Linked DNA regions of Mus musculus: region 1 is linked to region 2. The links are chromatin contacts, called in public Hi-C maps. All regions are on one chromosome and are shown on one strand. The core of a region is the stretch at or near the end of the contact, and the rest is flanking DNA. Distances in the headings are between cores, read along the strand shown. Region 1 has its middle 5.5 kb from the start of Amn1. Region 2 overlaps Dennd5b (DENN/MADD domain containing 5B).

Region 1 (3,764 bases), core at 50-2,549, 140 kb after region 2:
CTGCATGGTGTATGACTGTGGGCTCGAGAGCGCTCTTGAAATAAAAGTCCTCTTGCAATTTTCATCAAGACCGCTTCTTGTGAGTGATTTGGGGTGTCGCCTCTCCTGAGTCAGAACGTGGGGGAGTCCTCACGTTGTGGGTCTTTCAGCTGTCCTGGAACTCACTCTGTAGATGAGGCTGGCCTCGAACTCAGAAATTCGCCTGCTTCTGCCTCCCGAGTGCTGGGATTAAGGAGTGTGCCACCTCTGCCTGGTTTTAAGATTCTTTCTTTATGGGTTTGCTGAAGAAAACTTGTGGCTTTTAAATGCTATTTTTCATAGTACAAAATGCTTTTTTTTTTTCAGAGTAATTTATTGGTTCTATGTCTTAACTTCCTTTCTAATGACTTAAATGTTGAGACCATGCTAAAACTCAAAGTGAGCCTTAGCTACTGGGAGACCCCCCAAATGAGACTGGAGAACAAAGTTTGATGAAAAAACAAGAGGTTTATTTTTCTAGTGTGCTGGGGTGGTCCTGCACCCAGAGGAAAGGTGACCCCTTTTTTTCGTTCATAAGTCTTTTATATAGTTTTTGAGTGCAGATTATAACAACAGTAACTAGGCACGTAATGATTGGTGGTTCTGGTGACCTTTACATTAATTGGCTGGGCATGGAGGGGGACTCAGGGACCTTTTGTAAGGCCCTGTGGGAAGTTCTAAGACAAGTTGGGGCTCTCTCAACCAATTACAGCCTTCTCTTCAATATGCTCCTCAGTACACACTTTTTGTTTTTGTGATAGTGAAGTTTGATTTTAGGGCACAACCACATACTAACACCATTTTATTAAATATTGAGACCACAGGACTGGGTTGGGTGCTGAGGCTTCAGTGGTCCACACTTCCATTAGACAAGTAAAAGCATGATTAGAACTAGTACCTAGGGGCTGGCGAGATGGCTCAGTGGTTAAGAGCGCCGACTGTTCTTCCGAAGGTCCCAAGTTCAAATCCCAGCAACCACATGGTGGCTCACAACCATCCATAATGAAATCTGATGCCCTCTTCTGGAGTATCTGAGGACAGCTACAGTGTACTTACATATAATAAATAAGTCTTTAAAAAAAAAAAAAAAAAAAGGAACTAGTCCCTAGAGGAGTGAATTCAATGGGAGCTCCCAGAGAGAGACTAAGCCAACAACTGTAGAGCACACAGGGTATATATACATTCAGCCACAAAGATTGGTTCCTCACTGGTAAGAAGACTGAGCTAGGCAGACTCCATGACAGGCTCCAAACGGGCAGTTTGAGAGGTCAGATCTAGTTCGTTTCTGAGAACTGGGCAACTACGGGCAAAGTCTGGGCGAGTCAGTTACTGGAAAAGCCACACCCTACAAGCAGCTTCCTCTTCATTTATCTGGTTTGTTGCCAAAACAAACAGGATGAGTCAGCAACACTTGCTAGGCTCCTGAAGAAAGTCCCTGAAGCTCTAGCCAATCTCAGAAACATCATAACCCTAAGAAAAGAGCAAACCAATCAGGATAAAGGCCACCTACTTCTCCCTGGAATTCCCCTAATCAGCTTTAAATTGAGCCTGTGAAGCTCAAGTCTTTTGTCTTCCACCCTAGTAAATGGTAGACTCCTGCTTCCTGGCTTTGTGCAGAATAAATGCTCTTTGCTTTTGCATACTATTTGGGTCTGGGGTATCATACTTCAGAGAATCATGGGCCCTTACATTATAGCACATGGCCAGGGGACTCATTTTGAAACTATTTACATGTGGATTAAGTTTTGATGGGGATTTATGGGAAAGAAGCTTCCATAAATTTTTTGAAACTGGAATTTAGTTTTGCTGATTCTGGATGTATTCAGCCTTATAATGGGTACAAACAGAGTAGAAAAAGCCTGGACTCTGACAGACCTTTTTATTTGAGAAAGTGCTTCTTCTATTCAGTCTCACTCTGAGAAGAGAACAGTAGCTCAAGGACATAGCTATATTTCCAAGTATAGTAGTAGATAATAATAGTGGAACTATTATTTTTGAAGCATGTTGGTGGCAAACATAGTAAATCTTTGCATGATTTCATGAATTCTTAAATGAGTCTAGGGTATAATGCTATTTTACAGATCATAGTTGAACACTTTCCCAAACAGAGAGATCTGGCATAATCTCCAGACCACACTCTTTCTATTCTATTGGGAGAATGAGAGATGCTAAGGTATTGTAGTTCATCAAAATACCCTTACTCACAAGGACCAAAGAGACCTCCATTGCTATAACCACATGAGGATTTTTATTATTCCAACATGTTGAGGACTCCCCTCTCAGCACACAGGTCAGAGGAGAGACCCAGAACAAAGAAAGAACACACTTTTTATACCTTTGTAAGGGCCGGATATAGGCACCAGGGTAGTTTGGTTTATTTTAATTGGTGTAGTCAATAACCTTTTTAGACATTGGTTGGTTTGTAGAGGGTGACTCTCATTTTGTCTGTCCTTGAGGTTTTTAGTGTGAGGTGGGGCAGGGGAATTGTTAATCTTGTTTTGGAAGCTTAGTAATTTTGACCGTTAAAACTATGTTTCTATATTTGTTTAGTCAGCCAGCTTCCTTCTCTGGCTCTGCACTTGGCCTGTTAATACAGTTTGGAAAGTCCTTTTTGAAGGGGGAAGGTACTAGGTGGTCTTAAATTCATTTTGGATATTATAGTATATGCAAGATCAGCAATATAATCTGGGAAGCTCTCTTTGTAAATCATATTGAATCCATGGTGGTGCATGCCTTTAATCCCATCATTCAGAATGCAAGGGCAGGCAGATCTGAGTTTCAGCCCAGCCTCGTTTACATAGCAAGTTTTAGAACATCAAGGACTACATAGAAAACCCCAAAACAAACAAACAAACAAGCTGAATATTGCATTTCATAGTGGTTACAGGACATTAAAACAAAGAACAGCAAGACCTGAGACCATACATGCCACCCATCTGTGAAACCAGCTTAATATTCCAGTGATAAATTTGTACCAGCTGTTTGAGATTTAACTTTAATTTTTTAAAGATTTACTTACTTATTATATGTAAGTACACTGTAGCTGTCCTCAGACACTCCAGAAGGAGGAGTCAGATCTCATTACAGATGGTTGTGAGCCACCATGTGGTTGCTGGGATTTGAACTCGGGACCTTCAGAAGAGCAGTCAGTGCTCTTAACTGCTGAGCCATCTCTCCAGCCCGAGATTTGACTTTTGTCAAAATAAAATTCAGATGAATGTGAAAAAAAGGAAACATTTTTGTTGTTGTTGTTTCTGATTATTTTATTTTATTTTATTTTATTTATCTTAATTTTATTTTTTGAGACAGGGTTTCTCTGTGTAACCTTGGCTGTCCTGGAACTCACTTTATAGACCAGGCTGTCCTCGAACTCACAGAGATCCACTTGTCTCTGCCTCCTTCCTGAGTACTGGGATTAAAAGTATGTTTCACTAACACCTGGCTTCAAGGCAGTATTTTCACTAGCACTTCAAGAAAATCTCTCAGAAGTGGTTCATCAAATTGAACAACACATTTATCATTTAAATGACAATTAACAATTTAGATTGGATAAGAAAAAGTTGCCTGTCTTTTAGCATAAAAATCAGGATGTCCTATTTTTTGTGGTTTGTCTCTAGAGGATTTCCTATTAGTGGAAGGGTTAGGAAGTCCATGTTATTCATGGTTTAATCTTGAGATGTAAAGTTATTAGAAATCGTCTAGAGTATAGTGACTTGTGGTCAGGACTAGGGTCCTTAAACAGATGT
Region 2 (3,938 bases), core at 1,376-3,875:
TATATGTATGCAAAGTCGTACACATAAATAAATAAATCTTTTAAAAATTGAGAAATATTTCTTCATGATCATGGAGAAAGGAGGTCAGTTCTGGTCCATCATAATTAAAGAGTTAAATTACTTCCCCCAATAGCTATAGAAAGTTGGAAACACCATCACCACTCTTTGGTTCTTGAAATCAGCAGTGCTTGAGAAATTTGCATTCTCTCCCTCTCCTCCTCACCCCCTGTCTTTCTGGGGTCTTACTGTATAGACCAGGCTGGTCGAGAACTCACAGAGCTCCACCTGCTTCTGCCTCCTGAGTGCTGGGATTAAAGGGTGAGCTGCCACACCCAGCTCTGGTTGTGCTTTCTTTACATGGACTAATTTATTTATCAAAACTAGCGACTGTCCACAATATTATGCTGCCCTCTTAAGCAGTCTGCTGTAGATGTTTTATACTTACGCATGTTCACAATCCCTACTTAAGCCCCCAGATGGATATGTTTTATAATTAAGTTTGAAAAGTAGATAATAATCTATGGGGGATGCAGCCTGTAGATAACACTAATATTTTCAGAGCAAGCCATATAGTTTTCTATAGGGCAGAGAGAGAGAGACAGAGACAGAGACAGAGACAGAGAGACAGAGAAATAAGTTTACTTTGGTTCTGATCTGGTTTTGATGATAAATCAGTTACAAAAAGAATCATTTTCAAAATTGTTTTACACTTGAGAATTGAAGATAAGAGATTATGGACTTGTAAGAATTTCACAAAATTCTGTGTACACAATGACAGTAGAACTGGGGGCTGACTTTATAACTTTAACTTTGCAAAAGGTTAAGGACAATAATCAGATGTTACTTGTCGCATTTGACCAAGCATAAAAAGGATGTTTTCCACTTAAAAATTTTGTGCCATTTCAACATTAAAAATTTTTTTAAGATTTTTTTTATTATTTTAAAATTATGTAAATATGGGGGGGGCAGACTGTGCACATGATTGCACAAGAGGGTGCTGGATCTCCCTGGAGCTGGGATTACAAGTACTTGTGAGCTGCCCTACATGGGTGCTGGGAGTTGAACTGGTCCTCTGTAAGAGCAGTACATGTTTTTTTTTTGTTTTTTGTTGCTTTTTGTTTTTTAAGAATTATTTATTTTATGGATGCAAGTACACTGTAGCTGTCCTCAAACACACCAGAAGAGGGCATCAGATCCTGTTACAGAAGGTTGTGAGCCATCATGTGGTTGCTGGGAATTGAACTCAGGACCTCTGGGAAAACAGTCAGTGCTCTTAACCGCTGAGCCATCTCTCCAGCCCGTAGCATATGTTCTTAACTGATGCTGGATAGACAGCCCAGAGGTGCTGGCAGGGGACCCAGACTTGATTCCTAGCACCTACATGGTGGCTTACAATCATTCATAATTCCAGGAGATTCAATGATCTTTTCCTTTTTCAACATAATATTTTTATTGATTATTTAGAATTTGTATATAATGTACCGGATTATATACTTTCCAGACTTCCCAGGTCCATCCCCCCCACCCCCCCCTCTCATGACCGCCTCCAAAACAAAAGCAGAAAAAGAAAAAAAAGAAAAGAAATAAGAAAAAATTCCAAGTCCAATTTAAGTTCCCTATATACTTACTAAAGCATGGTCAAACTTGCAGTGGCCAGCCCCTTAAAGAAAACTGAGTCCTCCCTTACGCCTACTTTCACCAGCAGCCAACTGCTGTGAAGAGCTGCACTTCAGTAGTGCCCCTAACACAATGGTTTCCTTCGACAACCTCTCCTTACATCCAAGGGCACCAGGCATGAATGTGGTACATAGATACACATGCAGGCAAAACATCCATTCACATAAAATAAATGTAAAATTAAGAAAAATTTACATTACATTTATTTATGTAATTAATTTATGGAACTGGGGAAGGGGTTAGAAGACAACATTACAGAGCTGGTACTCTTCTACCCCTATGTGGGTCCTGAGGACTGAATTTAGGCAAGCACCTTTACCTGCTGCGTTATCTCACCAACCCATTTTTCCACCTCTCCCTACTTGAGGCAAAGACCTTTAATAGATATTGTATTTTACAAATACTGGAGAATCATGCTCTACTGCCTGAACTGGACGCATGCTGGCACCACGATTCTGCAGACTCTTTTGCAATTCAACCTGTAATGAAGGAACCTTTCAACCTATCTTTACTGAACATAATTAATTTAAAGAGATTACCTTTATTAATCTACAATATTGTAGAAATGCAGGTTAGTAGTAGTGCATTTATTTGCCTAATATTCATGAGATGCTGGCTCTATCTCTCTGTCTCTCTGTGTGTGTATGTGTATATGTGTTATCTTGTACATCACACAATAACAGTGCTTGTTATTCTTTTGAAGCTAAGTCGTACAGAAAAGAATGGCTTAGATGTGAATACCAGATCAGTCTGTAGAAACATCAAGAGCTACCTGTGAGAGAAGATCAGCTCTAAGACATCAGTATCTGATTTTATATTTCTTTCTCCATCATATGCCAGATAATGTGAAAGGCTTCCAATTCATTCAGTTATTACAGTTGGTAACCACTTTGACAACGAATACAGACAATGAATTAACCTTTGCCAGCAGAGGGCAATGGAGACACACCACAGGGGAGCCGGGTAGGTTGTTTGTTTGTTTTGCTTTCTGGTCCCAGAGTGCAATCTGTCTTGCTATTGCTGTATGGGTATTTGAGGACATCTGGTGGCACACTGCTATGCCACATGCCAAGAATGAACAGTCAACTGATGATACCTCTTATGGTCCTAAAACAATGTATATTCAGACCTCACACCACAGTGATATTCAACAAATCCTGTGGGTCTGTTCACCAGCCACAGAAAACATGGGCCTTGGACTTTGCCTTCTGTTAGATCAGTGACGAAGGACCAGCTCTGGTCTCCAGGCAACATACTGACAAGTAACCTACTGGTCTTCTTCATATTTTATGAATGGAATTTCTTCAGTGAGGTATTCACTACAGCTCTGGGTATGGGCTCTCACTTAAATGTTTGTGCTTCATTGAGTATCCTTCAGAGTTTATTTCTTTACAGCCTATTTTCTAATACAGTTTAGTAATAATTCATATTACATTCCTCTGCCTAAATTACGTTATGGTTTCTGTTGCCTAGCTGAACCTCAACTGAAAGGTAAAGAGATTTGAGCAGTCAAACTAAATTCCTATCAAGTTGGCTTACAACAGTCTCCTGGAAAACACTTTCTCCAGGTAATGGTGGATTGTAATGTGGAATATTTTCTTGCTTTATTTATAGAAACACCATGGGAAGTAAAAAATAAATTACACATTTTTCTCTCCTCCCCTGGACTTTAAAAGACAGGGCTCATTTTCCTTCCACTCCTATTTCCTGCTTGTAAATGCTCTATGGCCAATCTTTTCAGTTTTGAGTTCTCTACAAGACTGGTTGATATATCATACTTTTTAGTAATGAAATCAATTGGCAGAAAGACCATTTCTTTTAACTGGATCAAGAAATAAGACGCAGGGGCCGGTAATCCAGTCATGGCAATGCTTGTCTAGCATGCACAAGGCCTCTGCATTCAATCATTAACAGAAAAAAATAAATGAAAAAAAAAGTTTTTCTTTAAGCACTCTTTGCATGTGATATGTGTAAAACATGTGCACGTCAGAGGTTGATATCAAGTGTCTTCCTCAGTTGCTTTCCATTTCATTTAAAAGATAGGGTCTCTCCTTGGTAATCACCACTTTGGCTACACTGGCTGACCATTGACCTCCAGAGACTTGTTTGCACTACTCCCTTCTTCATAGCTGAAGTTACAGGTGTGCACTGTTGCAACTGGCTTTTATGTAAGTGATAGGGGTTTCAATTCGATACTCATGCTTACCTGGCTGAGCTAACTTCCATTCAGCATTATCTTAGTCAGTGTTCTATTGCTGAAG

What was found. A called contact is a pair of places that touch in the nucleus more often than the background predicts.
Region 1: a contact with region 2 is called in a Hi-C map of liver, with 2.1 times the contacts expected there. The contact joins two enhancer-like sites. A contact is called at or near these places in 1 of 484 Hi-C or Micro-C datasets (liver) and 2 of 9 other capture datasets (adipose tissue and pancreatic islet).

Annotation. Positions count from the first base shown.
Region 1 is chr6:149,192,317-149,196,080 of GRCm38.p6, forward strand. No RefSeq gene overlaps it. Among named protein-coding and RNA genes, the nearest start is that of Amn1, 5.5 kb to the left of the region's middle. Within about 2 kb of position 1,300, at least 222 of the 459 cell types and tissues checked have an H3K27ac peak or open chromatin away from gene starts, as enhancers often do. A contact at or near this core is called in adipose tissue and liver, where this site is marked.
Region 2 is chr6:149,055,401-149,059,338 of GRCm38.p6, forward strand. All of the region lies in intron 3 of Dennd5b (DENN/MADD domain containing 5B), which reads right to left. Among named protein-coding and RNA genes, the nearest start is that of Gm23462, 17 kb to the right of the region's middle. Within about 2 kb of position 2,626, at least 23 of the 459 cell types and tissues checked have an H3K27ac peak or open chromatin away from gene starts, as enhancers often do. A contact at or near this core is called in adipose tissue and liver, where this site is marked.